Linked DNA regions of Macaca mulatta: regions 1, 2, 3 and 5 are each linked to region 4. Evidence: chromatin contacts called from public Hi-C data. All regions are on one chromosome and are shown on one strand. Each heading gives the region's core, a stretch centred on a gene start, on an enhancer-like site or on the middle of the called end of the contact. The rest is flanking DNA. Distances are from core to core; before and after follow the strand shown.

Region 1 (2,700 bases), core at 194-2,693, 710 kb before region 4:
AAAAAGCTTTTCTATGTGATCCTTCAACCTAGCAATGAATCAAGTTACTTTTCTTCATGTTTACTTATTTATTTTGTGTGCTTCCCCATCCAAGCAAGCAATTCAAGTATATGTAACCATCAGAGGGGACCAAATATAAACAAAAAAAAAAGGTCATATGTAAAGCTCAGACAAAAGATTTAGGTACAATAAGATGAATTTAAGAAGTAGCTATAAGAATCATTAGCTTTATTTCTAGGTATTCTAATTTTTGTCCCTAAAAGTATTGCAACTCAAGAATAGATAAGCCCATCTTGTTAAATTGATGAGAAATAAATCAGAAATGTTTCTTTTGATTTATAACTGTCATCAATGCATGCATGTTCATGGGTACATTATTTTAAAAATATTTCTTTAAGGACTGGTTAATTCTCTCTCATACTTCAGTCCCCTCCCCCACCCTCATCTTTGCATTAATTTGTCTACCCTAGCAATAAGTGTACGCTTTAATCATATATATTTAACCTACTCAGCCTTTCTAAAAGGACGTATTTATGTCTTAGAAAACCAAAGTGATTTCACTTTGTTCTGACAGAACAACGTACATTTCATTCAAGTGTCTTTTTTTAGGTGATACTCTTAGCAAGGGATTTTATTTACTGAATGACACTTCTGCTAACCTGGAAAGGAAGATATCCATTCTTCAAATACTGTCATTACCAAGCTTTAAAAAGACTTGATTGTACCATGTTAGGGAAACAGTGTCAGATTTTCCATCAAACTTTCTCCCACTGTAATAACTGAGCATAAAAATGAACTTCGAGTGATGAAATGACTACAATGCAAATTAATGCAATCAAGTCATTAGTAACAACTCTGTCCATATCTGTTAAATATTTTCAAACTATTCTAAAAAAACACACCCAGAAGGCAAACTAACAGTGAATAGAAACAAAATGGTCAGCAGCGTGTGTCGCATGTTATTTGAATGGAAAGTAATTTATCGCGTCTGAAATAAAAGCTGTTTATTCTTGTGTTTCACTGTCTGTAACAATCTTTACCATTTATCTGTGAAAAAGTGAGAAACTGTACCGCTATTAGCATATGAATACTTGACACATCAAATTGGCTGTACAATAACAGAAGGACATTTGCTATTGGTGTATGCACACAGACAAAGCAGCCATTTTGAAAAAAATTGAAATGGTGTGGGTGGTTTAACCCTTTACTTATCTCGTAGGTTTCCCACTCCTGATTTTGACCGGAACAGTTTGGCAATTAGAATCAGAATATTTTTATAGCAAATAAAAGTAATCAGGGGCCATTATGCTCATGATAATTACATTGATACATTCACTCTACTAGAAAAATGGAAGCGGAATGACAATAAAAGAGTTTGTGTGAGTGTATGTATGTGTGTGTACATGCATGTGCGGGCTGGGGGAAGGGAGTAGAGGCCGGCAGTGTGTGGAGGGTGCAGCAATGAAACAATGCCTACGTACAGTTTTATTTCATGGCAACTACATAGTGGTCCTTGGGTCAGATGTGTGAAACTATTTCTCAAAGAAGCTGCATACATAATTGAGGCCCTCCGAAGGGTTCCCAGTTGAAGTTGCCAGGCTACATTCATTTCAAAAGCAAAGCCATTTGTTATCATATTTAAATTAACTCTCTGCACACTGAACTTGAATTTTAGAGTCCTGCTTACTTATAATTCTTAAAATAGTTGAGAAAGGGGAAAACATGTGTCTGGAAAAATGGAAATAAGGTAGTCCCCACAAGGGACAGCAGTGGTTCTCATGCAGGCCTGCAGTGAAACAGCCTTTTACAGATTAAATTTAGAAAGATCTATTTGGAAACACTAGAAACAAGTTTTTATTTTCTCATGCAATTTTTTGTATAGATCCAGATTTGTTGCAAAATCTTGTCATTTGTAATCTGTGTGTCAGCTCGGTTTTTACCCTTATCAGGGTACTTACCTCATTCCCTTTCCTTCTCCCCCAGATTATTCTTTGCCATGAGATTTAGAGTAAGATAATTTCTAAAGCTGCACAAAATTTAAACTATTTTAGTCTAATATGTCAGTTCAATCTTGGCTATAATAAAATACACTTTTTTTCCCTAATTCGTGAAACTTTATGCATCATTTTAAACAAAGTTTATGCAACTCACTAGATAAATGTTTTGATAATTTTGCAATTGCTGATACATTCATTCAAACAAACAAACCAACTCAGTGGAAATCAATACATGTAAACTGACTTGTGTTGGGACCTTCCTATAACTACACAGGGGAAAAACTTTCCAAATGAAAATATTATGCATGTTTTTTTTACAAGATGCACAGAGACATAATTGCGCATTATTTTGTCTGATAAAAGTGTTTAAAGTTTAAGCTATCTCCATTGTTAGAATTTTCTCCATTACATGCGTTGGTGAAATTAATCACGGGACAGACTTTCATTCCTGCTAAGTTTGATATATAGAACTAAATAGCCCATTCTGAATAATCCATGTATTTTTTTCTTCTCTTTTGAAATACAATTTTATAGGTTTTAATCACTATTCCCTCCTCATTATAAGACACTAATTTGTTATAATTAAGAAAACCTGTGTTCATTGTTGTAAGGAAAATTTAGCTTTTTAGACTGCAATGCATAGCAAAATTTCATATGAAGGCAATAGAAAAGAAGCAAAAAATAAAACAAAACAAAGCAAAAA
Region 2 (2,700 bases), core at 12-2,511, 780 kb before region 4:
GCTACAGACTAAGAACAAAATTCAAAAATACCACAATTAGATTATTGTTTCAAATGCTTATGCTTAATAAAGTTGGTGGACCATGTTTGCCAAATAATTTTGTCAGGCAAGCAGTCATAGTTTAAAAGTAATTAAGCAATTCATCCTCATCATAAAATGGCACATGCAAATGTCCGTGCTTTTGTTGGTTTGGAAATGTGTAAGATGCTCAATAAAAAGTACTGCCTAAGAAAAAATTCAGTATTTGATACTTTTTAAGCTTCAACAGGTAGAGAATCATTTTTAAACTTGCCTTTAAAAAACATTCTAGTGAAGCATTTGATTGTTTAACATTTTTATTATTCAAGTTCTTACCATTTCACACTACTCCCTGGAGAGGGGCCAAGAAAATATTAAAAATACTATAGAAATATAAAGGATAAGATATTTGTCACACTCGTTTAAATTGATGTATGCTGCTGTCCTATAAACGTCACATCGGATAACCCTGAAAAATTACCATGAATCTCCATAATTACGCATATTCATGATGGTGTTTTGCATAGTGCTAACAGCAGACTGCATGTGGGGTGGGACGTGAAGGGGGGTGGAAGGATGTGACAGATTAAAATTATTACCAGTATCATTGAAATAGACATAGCAACAGTTCCATTTTGTTAGGTCTTAGAAAACAAAAGCATATCATAAAATCTCATAGTAATTAAATAACTAGAAATTTTTCTCCTACATATTTTACTATAAAAAGTTAACAGCAAAAAACTGACTAGAAATATTATTGTTACTTGAAATGTGCTTGCATTTATCATAGACTCCTAGGTACAGGGACACATCAACTGAAAGGAGACAGTGCTTTTTAACTTTTTTGATGGAGAGAGGGGAGAAGTGAGGGTGATGGTGAATTTTCAAGCCTTCCAAAGTACACCTGTGCTACTCATATGGTTAGCAAGCTCCTGATGAGCTGAGTGCAAATCACGTAGGTACATTTCTTCTAGTAAATATAAGGACTGAGTCATATTCAGTAAACTGTTAAAAGGCTCTAAGAGATAGAAAAGTTGTCTGGTGTCTATCTCAATAGGTTTTTTGTGCTGAGGCAGAGAGCAGAGTTAATCAGGGACTCTAGAAGTAATTATCGACAGAGTTTGGGTAATACAAATGCTTGGGTAAACAGCGATTGTTCTTTCCACAAGATTGTGAGTAGAAACAACAATACTGGTATTGTCCTCCACTTCTCATTAAGGGGACTTGGGGAGGGAGCGCTGCACTGCGAGGCGGATGGGAAACTGACAGGCAAACTGTGCTGGGAACGACTCTCTCCTGATCCCACTACCACAAGCTCTGGCTTTTGGCATCAGGAGTGCCAGCTGCATCGGGAGAAGCCAAGCCTGTCATACCATCTTCACATCAAATCTTCAGGGTACAAGAGCTAGAGCATAGTTAGAGCTTAATGAAGAAACAAATACAAAAGGGAAGATTAGACCTCGTTAACACTTGCATTCATTTGTTCTTACAGAAACTGCACTGGAAGGGTTGTTTTATAGAACTCATTCTTTTTCCTCTTAAGCAGAAAAGTTACATTGAGGATGCATTTTTATATATTGTAAATACACAGGGAAAAAAAATCTTTCAGTTCCCCTGTAACTATCAGCCAGCAAATTGTTTTGTCAAAAATGCCATTTGAAACAGTGATGTCTATGACAACTGTCAAAATTGGTAAATAAATACTTTTCTCTTTTTTATATTAATAATATTGTACTCATCGCCACATAAAGCTTTTCCTTGCATACTTAAGTGGTACCATTGCTTTCTTTCGAAAAATTGGGATGTGAAACTTTGTCTATTGTTATGGGATAACAATCTCTTCTTTGGGATGAAACATTTATGTTTCATGGTATCACATTACTTTTATCTTCAAATTAATTGCATTTGCAAAAAAGGAACCATATTTTTGAAGTTCACTATAAACTATCCAGAAAGTTTGACAGCAGAATGCTACAATTATTTTTTATTGTTGTAAGCAATCAGTCAACTGTACAAAGGTGTATTGTGTACAGCTGCAATGTAAAACCTATTTTTGTTTATGCTATCTGTCAACCGCTTAATATGCTAAGGTGCATTCTAAATGATATTATTCCAAAGGAAACAAGAACACTTTAATGGCATAATGTACTTTCTATTCTATACTTTGCATATGTAGGGCCTACCCAAGAAAGGTTCATAATGTACCTGTGGCTCTTAAACTTTAGCTCTATGTTGAAAGAAGACAGGCTAATTATTTGTAGGCTATGAAGAGAGGAATGTACAACACCTGTAGTGTGATTGAAATATTTGATTTTTACAAATTCTCACTCAGTTTAGAGGTAAGCTCAATGAGGAGATCCTTGCCTATGCTGCAATACATGGGAATATGGACAGCTAGGTTTTATTTCAGATAGAAACTTTCCAGAAATTTCTTCCTGTAGACATATGAAAAGATATATACCCAAGCATAATGTGGCCTGATTACTAAATGTAATACTTTTTTAATGAGAAAGGCACTGAAAACAAAGTATACTACAGAAGTAGCTGAAAGCCAAGTCATTTTATATAAACTGCATTAACCCAAGGTAAATTTACACCTATAGTCACATAATGATGATGAAGAAAAACATGACAAACTAGGTTTTGTACTGTATAAGTAAAGCTTATCATTTCATACAAAGC
Region 3 (2,700 bases), core at 53-2,552, 620 kb before region 4:
TACTTACCCACAAATTTATAATAACTATCAATTAATATTTTTAAAATACTTTGGTTTAAAACACTGAGAAAATGGAAATCACTACTTACAAAACCGAATAAACCAAAAGGGACACGATTAAAATGAATAATACACAGATTATTGGCAAAAATATTTATAATCTAAAAACTTCCACAATGTTGAAATTAAAACTGTCAGATTCCTTTTTTTTTTAAAAAAGGAAAATTCAGACTTTAGGATTACCATATAATATAACCACAGATACATTTATTTTATTTTCTGTTTTAACATGTCACCTCTGGGCATTGCTTAGATATTAAAATTGGGCAGTAAACCTATATTTTAATCTTTTTTTAATTCCAAAAAAAAAAAATTTGGGGAAAGAAGCTGGGCTGTTTGTTTTGTCTTGTTTTATTAAGTGTAAATCTATGTTTGTACTTCTGATTTGGGAGGTTTAATAATCTTTTCCTTGATGCTGTAAATAGAAATTGGTCTCCCACCTCCCAGCAGTTTTGAGATTCTAGATTAGGAACCCAAGTGAGTGAAGAAATCTCCCAACCCCCATCAGGGACTACTCTAACTAAAGAAAAATCAAAGAAAATACTTCAGGCACTACATCCTGCCTTTATCCAACTTCAGGAGGCTGAGAGACAAACACACCAACCAAAACGGGGCACAAGCGAGAAATGGCTGTTCCAGAAAGAAGCAACACACAGTCTCAACTCGCACAAAGACAGAGCACCAATTACACAGAAAACCACAACCAAAGCAATCCAGAAACACTCAGATATGCTTTGGAGATGCCTTAAAATGCTCACGTGGAAAAGAAAGAGAAAATAAGTTTAAGAGATTGTATCCTTTTATTTTTAATTTTTAAAAATGTAATTAGTGACTTCATACTTTTCCTTTCTTTGTATAAAATTGCTATTCTGATGTGCACATGGGTGCTAGAAACAGTCATTAAAAAGATAATATTTGAGCATAGTGCCTGCCGGAAGCTGGGTATTTTGCTTGTGATTGTTTTTTTATTCGCTTTTATTTTACTTTTTTAGAATACATACATGGTATAAAGTGAAAGAAAGGCATACTGTAGGCCTCTGTGAGATGAGACAGCGTAGCAAAATCTGAGTTTTATACTTAGTTTTCAAACTATTGAATAATATCCTATGAGACCTCTTAGGTCTTAACTGGATTAAAATGAATATATTTGTGCTCCGGCTCTTTTCAGCTAACTAATGTACATGTGAATTGATAGTGTACGAGGGAGCAGGCGAGAGCAAGTGTATATGACACTGGGAGTGGATGCAGGGGCCAGGCCGAGTGTGACTGTGTGAAGGAGCGTGCAGGACGGTGTGGGCTGTCTGGACAGAGTGAGAGAAATGAAAATTAGCAGGCCTTGGGGTCTGGTGCGTTTTGTCCAGAACCACAAGAGAAGCTTAGTTGGGAGATGAGGGGGGAGGGGAAGGGTGTTGGTGAAGGGAGGGTGGAGAAGGAGGTGTGGCGTGTGTGTGTGTGTGTGTGTGTGTGTGTGTGACTCTGAGGTTTCAGTTATGGTTGAGCCTTGGGTTTTTGTTTTGGCGGTTCCCAGCATAAATAGGCTGGAGTTTCAGGTTCAGGGTGGAGTGCATGCCAGGGGATCGGATCGTCGTTCTGAGTTTCTCTTTCTGGCCCTTCTCTATGGTTGCTGCTCAGAACATTGCGGCTGTGAAGGATTGGGGGGAGAAGCAAGGGATGGGGGTCTGTCTGCAGCTGCCCCTCTCACAGTTGAATAAAAGAACTTTTTTTTTCAGGGGTAGGGAAGCTGTGAATACCTTTCCCAATAAGATGAGGCATATTGAAAACTATATTAAATTACCCTGATTAACAATTTAGCCACGAACAGGGGAGCTTTGGGAGATCTCTATAGGCAGGACTGGGGGCTATTCATGCCAGCAGCTAAGAGGTCGAAAGGTTTCTGAAGTTCACAGGCTCAGAGCCTTTGTTATGCTAACAGACAATCTCAAATCAGCTGCCTAGTGGAGTGTGAAATATAAATGATTCCTTGAGAACTTCCAATAAGTTGTCACTCTTGCTCTCCAAATACCAGGACAGGCTGCTAATTTCTAGCGGGCCCTTTTGCAACATTGCTAGCCCTAAATGAATGCCTTTGTAGTTCAAATAATCTTTTCAAGGGAGCTGTCCTATCATCATAGCCCAAATGCATCTTGGTTTTGACTATTAAATGAAAATCAGGGCTCAACTGTGCTTGACTTTTCCAAGCGCCCGATGTTTGGGAAGGATGGTGGCAGCTCTCATGCACAACAAGTTAGCACCCACTGCAGGAGGCCAGGGCATTAATAACAGCCCACAGCCCCCAGCTACCCCAACTCTCACCCCCACTCCCTACTGGGAACAAAGCTCCAGGAGAGATTTACGTGGCTTCCCTTGGGCTGGACTACCTTCCTCTTTCAACCACACCAACATTTCTTTAATTTATGGACCCTCTATCCAAGAGGATAGCCAGCTGACCTGCTAGCATCTGACTGGTCACTTCGAAGCATCAACTTTGGGGATGGATGTATTCATTCTTCAGGGCAGATGAGAGGTCAAGGGGAAGAGGGTAAGGTGTGCGTCCAGGCCATGCCCCTAGTATCAGATGCCTGTGGATATTATTTTATCATTTTCCCATGAGAAGGATGTGAACATGGCTTATGATCTTGA
Region 4 (2,700 bases), core at 22-2,521:
AACTAGAAATTATTTATCCTTAATATTAAACTAATAACTTTAGTATCTGGCCCTTTTAACTATTATTGTTTTCAATAGAAACAACCCTAACTTACTTTTTCTTTCTTTCTTTCTTTTTTTTTTTTTTTTTTTTTTTTTGCCATGTAACTACCATTTCTGGCCAAAAAAAAAAAAAAAAAGAAAAAAAAAAGTTGTTTTTACACCTGAATCTTTTTTCTCTCTTTTTCATCCTTTCCTCCCTCTTTTTCTTTCTTTCTTCCTTCTTCTCCTTTCCTTCCTTTTCCTTTCTTTTTTGTCTTCTTTTATTTTTGGAGGATAACGTTATTGAATCAAGTAGCTGTTTAGAAGGTGGAGCGAATGTTACTACCTGTAGTCAACTGGCAAGAAAAATGAAAACCTTTATCACATGAGAAGTATTTAAAGTAAACAGATTTACTCAGAGGAAGGCCTGAAAAAACATGGAGTAGAAGTTACAGTCTGGCACATAAACTTAAATCTTGTTTGGGAATTTTTTGGTGGAGTGTCTTTCTAAAATGCAGTCTGCTGATTTATTTATTTATTTTTTTAAAAAGGCTGACAGTTAATTAGCACAGAGTCTTATTACAGAAGTCTCCTCTAAAGCAGACATATTCAAGTTATACTGAGGCGATTGTCATAAAGGGGTTGTTTGCTGTGGCGCTCACAGATGGCAGAAAAGACAGCCCAGGAACGCAAACAGCCTGATAATCAAGATAGCTTTAAAATATGGGTGAGTGTTCAACTCTGATGCTGGCAGCAGTCTCTTTTCAAATATCTTGGGTTTTATGTCCAAGTGGTTTACTTTAAAGCAACGTTGTCATCAAAGGGGTCCCAGAGTCAAGAATAATCATGATAATTACCCAGAATTGCACCCCCCCAATAATCATAATAATAATCCTGAATCTTAACCAAGTATAATACTGTTTGTGCAATACACTGCTACATTCAAAAAGATGAAGTGCTAGACAACTACGATTTATTCTTAACTGACAAAGTAGCTATAATTGTATGACTTTCTAGGATAATGGTTTAAACAAAAGTAAATAGTAAAAAAAAAAAAGGTCCCCCACCCCGCCCCCCCAAAAAAGATTGGAAAGCTTAGCTGTTTTTAGTACCCATTGATGAAAGCAGTGTTCTCTGATCCATGCTGCTATTGTTGGTTTTAGTTTAGCTCCCTCTCAATCAATATCTAACAGGGCATGATTTAATAAGGTTTTATAATCTCCAAAAATGGTTGGGGGAGGGTGGTTGTGGTATTGTCATTCATCAAAGGGGGCCTTTCAGGTTTCTTTGCTTTCACCTGCTGGGACCCATTTGGTCTCTTTCAAAGAGAATGCAATGACAAAATGAATGAGAAATGCTAGAATAAGAGTCCCTTATTCTACCCAATAGTATAATCAATGGGTACTTGTAATCCCTATTGTACCTCACAGAGGTAGTTGTAAGACAATTAAATCTTGCTTCTCAGGCAAATGATTTTGGTAGTTAACCTGAAACAGCCAACAATATTGAAGAGAATGAATGCATTTGAAGCAATGATGTAATGGGATACTGCTTGGCCAGAAAAGCAGGCATGTGTATTGATGTGCATATCTATATGTGTATGTTTATTTCAACACTCTATGTCCACAGTTTTCATGATTCATAGGTCCTTAGATATTATGTGGGTAAGTGGCAAGGATTTAAAAAAAATTCATAATCTGCCCTTTTAATTTATATTTTAAAAGAACACAAAAATATTCTTATTTTTGCAGCATTATATACTCTAAACTGTAGTTTCATAAACAGAAAACATTTACATAGTTAACATCAGTTTGATGTGACAACCAATTTAGTTTTAATTTCATTTGCATCAGCTAAATTCAATTTCTCTTTCCCTCCTTACTGAATTGCTTGAATGTCAAAAGGAAGCTTGTAGTCTTTCGAAGAGATACTCATTTCAGCCTGCATTATTTGTTCACCTTCAGTTGTGTGGACTTCCTATTTTATTTTAAGTATAGTCTATCAGGATTCTCATGGTTTATCCTTTATAAGAAGGAATACAAATGTGCCAAGTGACAAAATTGCATAGCGCACACAAATTCTAAAAGATTTGTGAAAAAAAGTATACATTTGTTAGGAAGTCTTCTACTTACTGATAAATATTAAATACAAAATAAATGGAGCAAAGAGATTGCTATGAGAAACAACATAAACATGCATTTTAGTTCAGAATAATTTAAAATTTTAATTAATAATTTAAAAATTAAAGGGCTCTGCCTTTAGTATAATTTAAATATACTTTTAATTTCTCGTGTCTCATTTATGTTGAAAATATCCATATTCCTTTGCCAAAATTCTCTAAGAAGCCTCAATTAGTTATTATTTATATTTAGTTCAAGCTTTATTCCTGAGGTACAAATTCTACATTTAATTACACACACAAACATGTAATAAACATACTTTTATCGCTGGAGGTACACATTTTCTTCTCCACCTAAGGGGGTTCTAATAAAAAGCTATCGATTTGGGAGATCTGTACTCCAAAAATGTATTGACCCAGACATACAGATATCACAGATGTGTGCTGTGCACAAAGTGCATATGTCTTTTCATTAAGTTATGCAGATATGTAGCTTCCTTATACATAAATAAAATTACTCTCCATTGATGCTTGTACACCTAATTCTCTCAATTATCCTT
Region 5 (2,708 bases), core at 45-2,544, 910 kb before region 4:
GACGCACAGGCTCCCCCGGGACGCTGGGGGCGTCGCACCGCAGCTGGGTGGGGAGCAATTTATTCCTCGCCGTCCCATCCCAGCCCATCTTTGGTTACTCCACCCTACCCCTCCCATCCCTCCTCCTCCTCCTCCTTCTCCTCCTCCTCCTCTTCCTCCTCCTTCTCTACCAACGCCCGCTCTACCTTCTGATTCTCCACCTCTTCTTCATCCTCCATCCCCCTTTTACTTCTCTCTTCCCCTCTCTCCTCCCTCCCGCCTCCTTTCTCCCTCTCCCCCTCCCTCTCTCCTCTGAATAAGCAAGCTTTTGCCTCTAAAAGTCACAAGTAATCCTCGTGTGTGACAGAAAGAGAGAGAGAGAGAGAGAGAGAGAGAGAGAGAGAAACGAGCTGGCCGAGAGGAGCAGAAGGCAGGAGGGGAAATCTGGCACAACGGCTGGGAGAGGAAACTTGATGCTTCTGGGCCACCATTTGCCAGGGCCTCGCTCAAGGTAAGTACACTGGGGGCCCGCGGAGTCTGTACCTGTCAGGGTCCAGCCCCCGCCCATAGCCGAGAGATGGGCACCTTTACCTGGGCTATTCAAATAATGATCAAAATGGTACGGGGATGGGGTGCGGGTTGAGGTAGTGCTCCAGCCGGAGGGCCCGGGGCCCAGAGGATGATGTGCGCCTGCAAGCTTGGACCCCGGGCTCTTGCCCCTGGGCACTTTGTGCCTCCTGCCGAGGTTCCGAGCAACTGCGGGGGCTCCAACTATCGAATTTCCCTTCCTAAGTCACCCGTTCGACAGCTCCCTCCTTTACACACCCGCGTGCAAATGAGCCGCTGCTCTGTCATGAAGTGAGAATATGAGCCTCCCTCAAACCCTAGAAAAGGAAAGTTTGGTAAGGCGGGGGCTGCGCAGACCTGCTGTTCTCTGGAACCTAAACCGGGAACCCTAGACTTGCGCAGAAAATTAATAGTTTTCCATTTTTCTTTTTAAAAAATTACCTTGAACGAAAAATTGTGTGTATTCAAAAAAAGTATTGGATTACCATGTCTGATCAGCTGCTGATGACCTACCAATAAGCGTTTTAGACACACACGCACATTCACGCGTGCGCGCGCGCGCACACACACACACACCCCAGGGGCTATGTGCAGTGAGGAAGGCCGTCATAAGTAACCAAGAATTCAGAGGGAGTCGCGAGGGTTTTTAAGTGTGTAAAGGCTGTGTACGTGTCCTCCTTGTTACAGAGAGCAGAGGGAGGGGGCAGAGGGAGTGCGCGTCGGCTCGGCGTTTTCGCTGTGCCTGTGTGTTTCGCGTGTTGTCAGCTGGCTCTGGTTTCTAAGCGCTGAGTGCTGCCAGGGGCGGGGGCCAGCATCCACCATCCACCTCGGCACCCTAGTGGTGAAACAGGACTCATTTGTTTGGTGCAGAGCGGTGACGACCTAGAAGAGACTGGAGTGTGGTTAGGTCGGCCCCCTGCCATCCATTACACCTGCGGCAGATGGCTCAAGTGGTAGAATGGTTTTGTTTGCCGAGATCAAGAAAGGAGGAGGGGGAAGCTAGAGGCTCGCCCCACTCAAAATAAGTACCATAAAGAGCCAAAGAAATGAAAGAAGCCATATTCGAAGGAAGCAATAATGTTGCTGCCTTCCAGGAGTGAACCTGGACACGTTAGTGACTTTTGCACCTGGCCCGAATTGATAACGACTGAATTTTAGAAACAACATTTTTCAAATGTATTTTTAATAAAGTGCCCACTCCTCCCTACACGCACGCACACACACACACACACACCCCACACACACACCTATCTCCAGCCAGATGCACACAGGTGTTCTTGGAGCTCTACACCCTGAAGCCAAACGTCAGTAAGATCCTGCGGATTTCCAGATGAGGGAAGCCTCTTCTCTCCCCCCACTTTATTCAGTCGGCCTGCTAGCTTCCACACACAAGTCCCCTCTCTCCAGACAACCACCTGGCTGGAATTTAGCTAGGTTTCAAATGTATCCATCTCATTTTCACATGCAATAATGTGCCTTTCTGATCAGTCTTCACATCCTTGCATCCATTCCTTCCTCCCTGCTACTCAAGAAGCAAGAAAGGAGGACACACACCCTCCCAGGCAGTCCAGAGGAAAGGCAGGCGTGACAAAGAACACCGACACAGTCTAATGACAATTTAGCCTGTCTTCTATTCCTTAATTTTCTTGTTAAATAAGAGAAACGAAAAGAAAAATATAATGAAGGAGACCTAAACAGAAAGCCTTGTAAGCCTTGTCTCCTCCCTTACTTCACAGTCATCACGATAACACCCATACACAAATTACATGTATGAATATGCTTATTCACATTTCGTGTGAAATAAAAAATTATTTTGCTGGCCTAATTTTCTGTTCTAAACAGTAAACATTCCTTCTACTAGAGTTTAATACACTAATGCTTTGGGGGTGACTACTATGCAGAGAAATTCCACAATTTTTGAAACATAAATTCTATTTTTCTATCTTCTTTAATGTCAAATCAACATTTTTTTAGTTAGTAAAACCGAAGAATATCAAACAATGAGAGTCCTTTCTAGCTAAGATTTTGGAGTCACAAATAAAGCTACATCCTAAAAAGCCAAAAGGAAAGGGGGGAAAAAATCAACCCTTGCATTTATCAAGGTGCTTTCAATACCCAAAGACACCTCTGAACTGAGTTTGCTTGATGGGTGCTTGCTGTGT

The links. Hi-C and Micro-C count contacts between places; a contact is called where the count stands out from the background.
Region 1: a contact with region 4 is called in a Hi-C map of fetal cortex germinal zone, with 3 times the contacts expected there. The contact joins two enhancer-like sites. A contact is called at or near these places in 2 of 14 Hi-C or Micro-C datasets (fetal cortex germinal zone and fetal cortical plate).
Region 2: a Hi-C map of fetal cortex germinal zone shows a contact between it and region 4, with 9 times the contacts expected there. The contact joins two enhancer-like sites. A contact is called at or near these places in 2 of 14 Hi-C or Micro-C datasets (fetal cortex germinal zone and fetal cortical plate).
Region 3: a Hi-C map of fetal cortex germinal zone shows a contact between it and region 4, with 8 times the contacts expected there. The contact joins two enhancer-like sites. A contact is called at or near these places in 2 of 14 Hi-C or Micro-C datasets (fetal cortex germinal zone and fetal cortical plate).
Region 5: a Hi-C map of fetal cortex germinal zone shows a contact between it and region 4, with 10 times the contacts expected there. The contact joins two enhancer-like sites. A contact is called at or near these places in 4 of 14 Hi-C or Micro-C datasets (fetal cortex germinal zone, fetal cortical plate, fibroblasts and 1 more).

What each region holds. Positions count from the first base shown.
Region 1 is chr6:94,904,099-94,906,798 of T2T-MMU8v2.0, reverse strand. No RefSeq gene overlaps it. Among named protein-coding and RNA genes, the nearest start is that of MIR9-2, 190 kb to the left of the region's middle. Within about 2 kb of position 1,443, at least 5 of the 40 cell types and tissues checked have an H3K27ac peak or open chromatin away from gene starts, as enhancers often do. A contact at or near this core is called in fetal cortex germinal zone, where this site is marked.
Region 2 is chr6:94,977,977-94,980,676 of T2T-MMU8v2.0, reverse strand. No RefSeq gene overlaps it. Among named protein-coding and RNA genes, the nearest start is that of MIR9-2, 110 kb to the left of the region's middle. Within about 2 kb of position 1,261, at least 12 of the 40 cell types and tissues checked have an H3K27ac peak or open chromatin away from gene starts, as enhancers often do. A contact at or near this core is called in fetal cortex germinal zone and fetal cortical plate, where this site is marked.
Region 3 is chr6:94,818,598-94,821,297 of T2T-MMU8v2.0, reverse strand. All of the region lies in intron 1 of LOC106998839 (a long non-coding RNA gene), which reads right to left. Among named protein-coding and RNA genes, the nearest start is that of TMEM161B, 130 kb to the right of the region's middle. Within about 2 kb of position 1,302, at least 14 of the 40 cell types and tissues checked have an H3K27ac peak or open chromatin away from gene starts, as enhancers often do. A contact at or near this core is called in fetal cortex germinal zone, where this site is marked.
Region 4 is chr6:94,198,607-94,201,306 of T2T-MMU8v2.0, reverse strand. No RefSeq gene overlaps it. Among named protein-coding and RNA genes, the nearest start is that of CCNH, 410 kb to the right of the region's middle. Within about 2 kb of position 1,271, at least 11 of the 40 cell types and tissues checked have an H3K27ac peak or open chromatin away from gene starts, as enhancers often do. A contact at or near this core is called in fetal cortex germinal zone and fetal cortical plate, where this site is marked.
Region 5 is chr6:95,108,842-95,111,549 of T2T-MMU8v2.0, reverse strand. No RefSeq gene overlaps it. Among named protein-coding and RNA genes, the nearest start is that of MIR9-2, 17 kb to the right of the region's middle. Within about 2 kb of position 1,294, at least 12 of the 40 cell types and tissues checked have an H3K27ac peak or open chromatin away from gene starts, as enhancers often do. A contact at or near this core is called in fetal cortex germinal zone and fetal cortical plate, where this site is marked.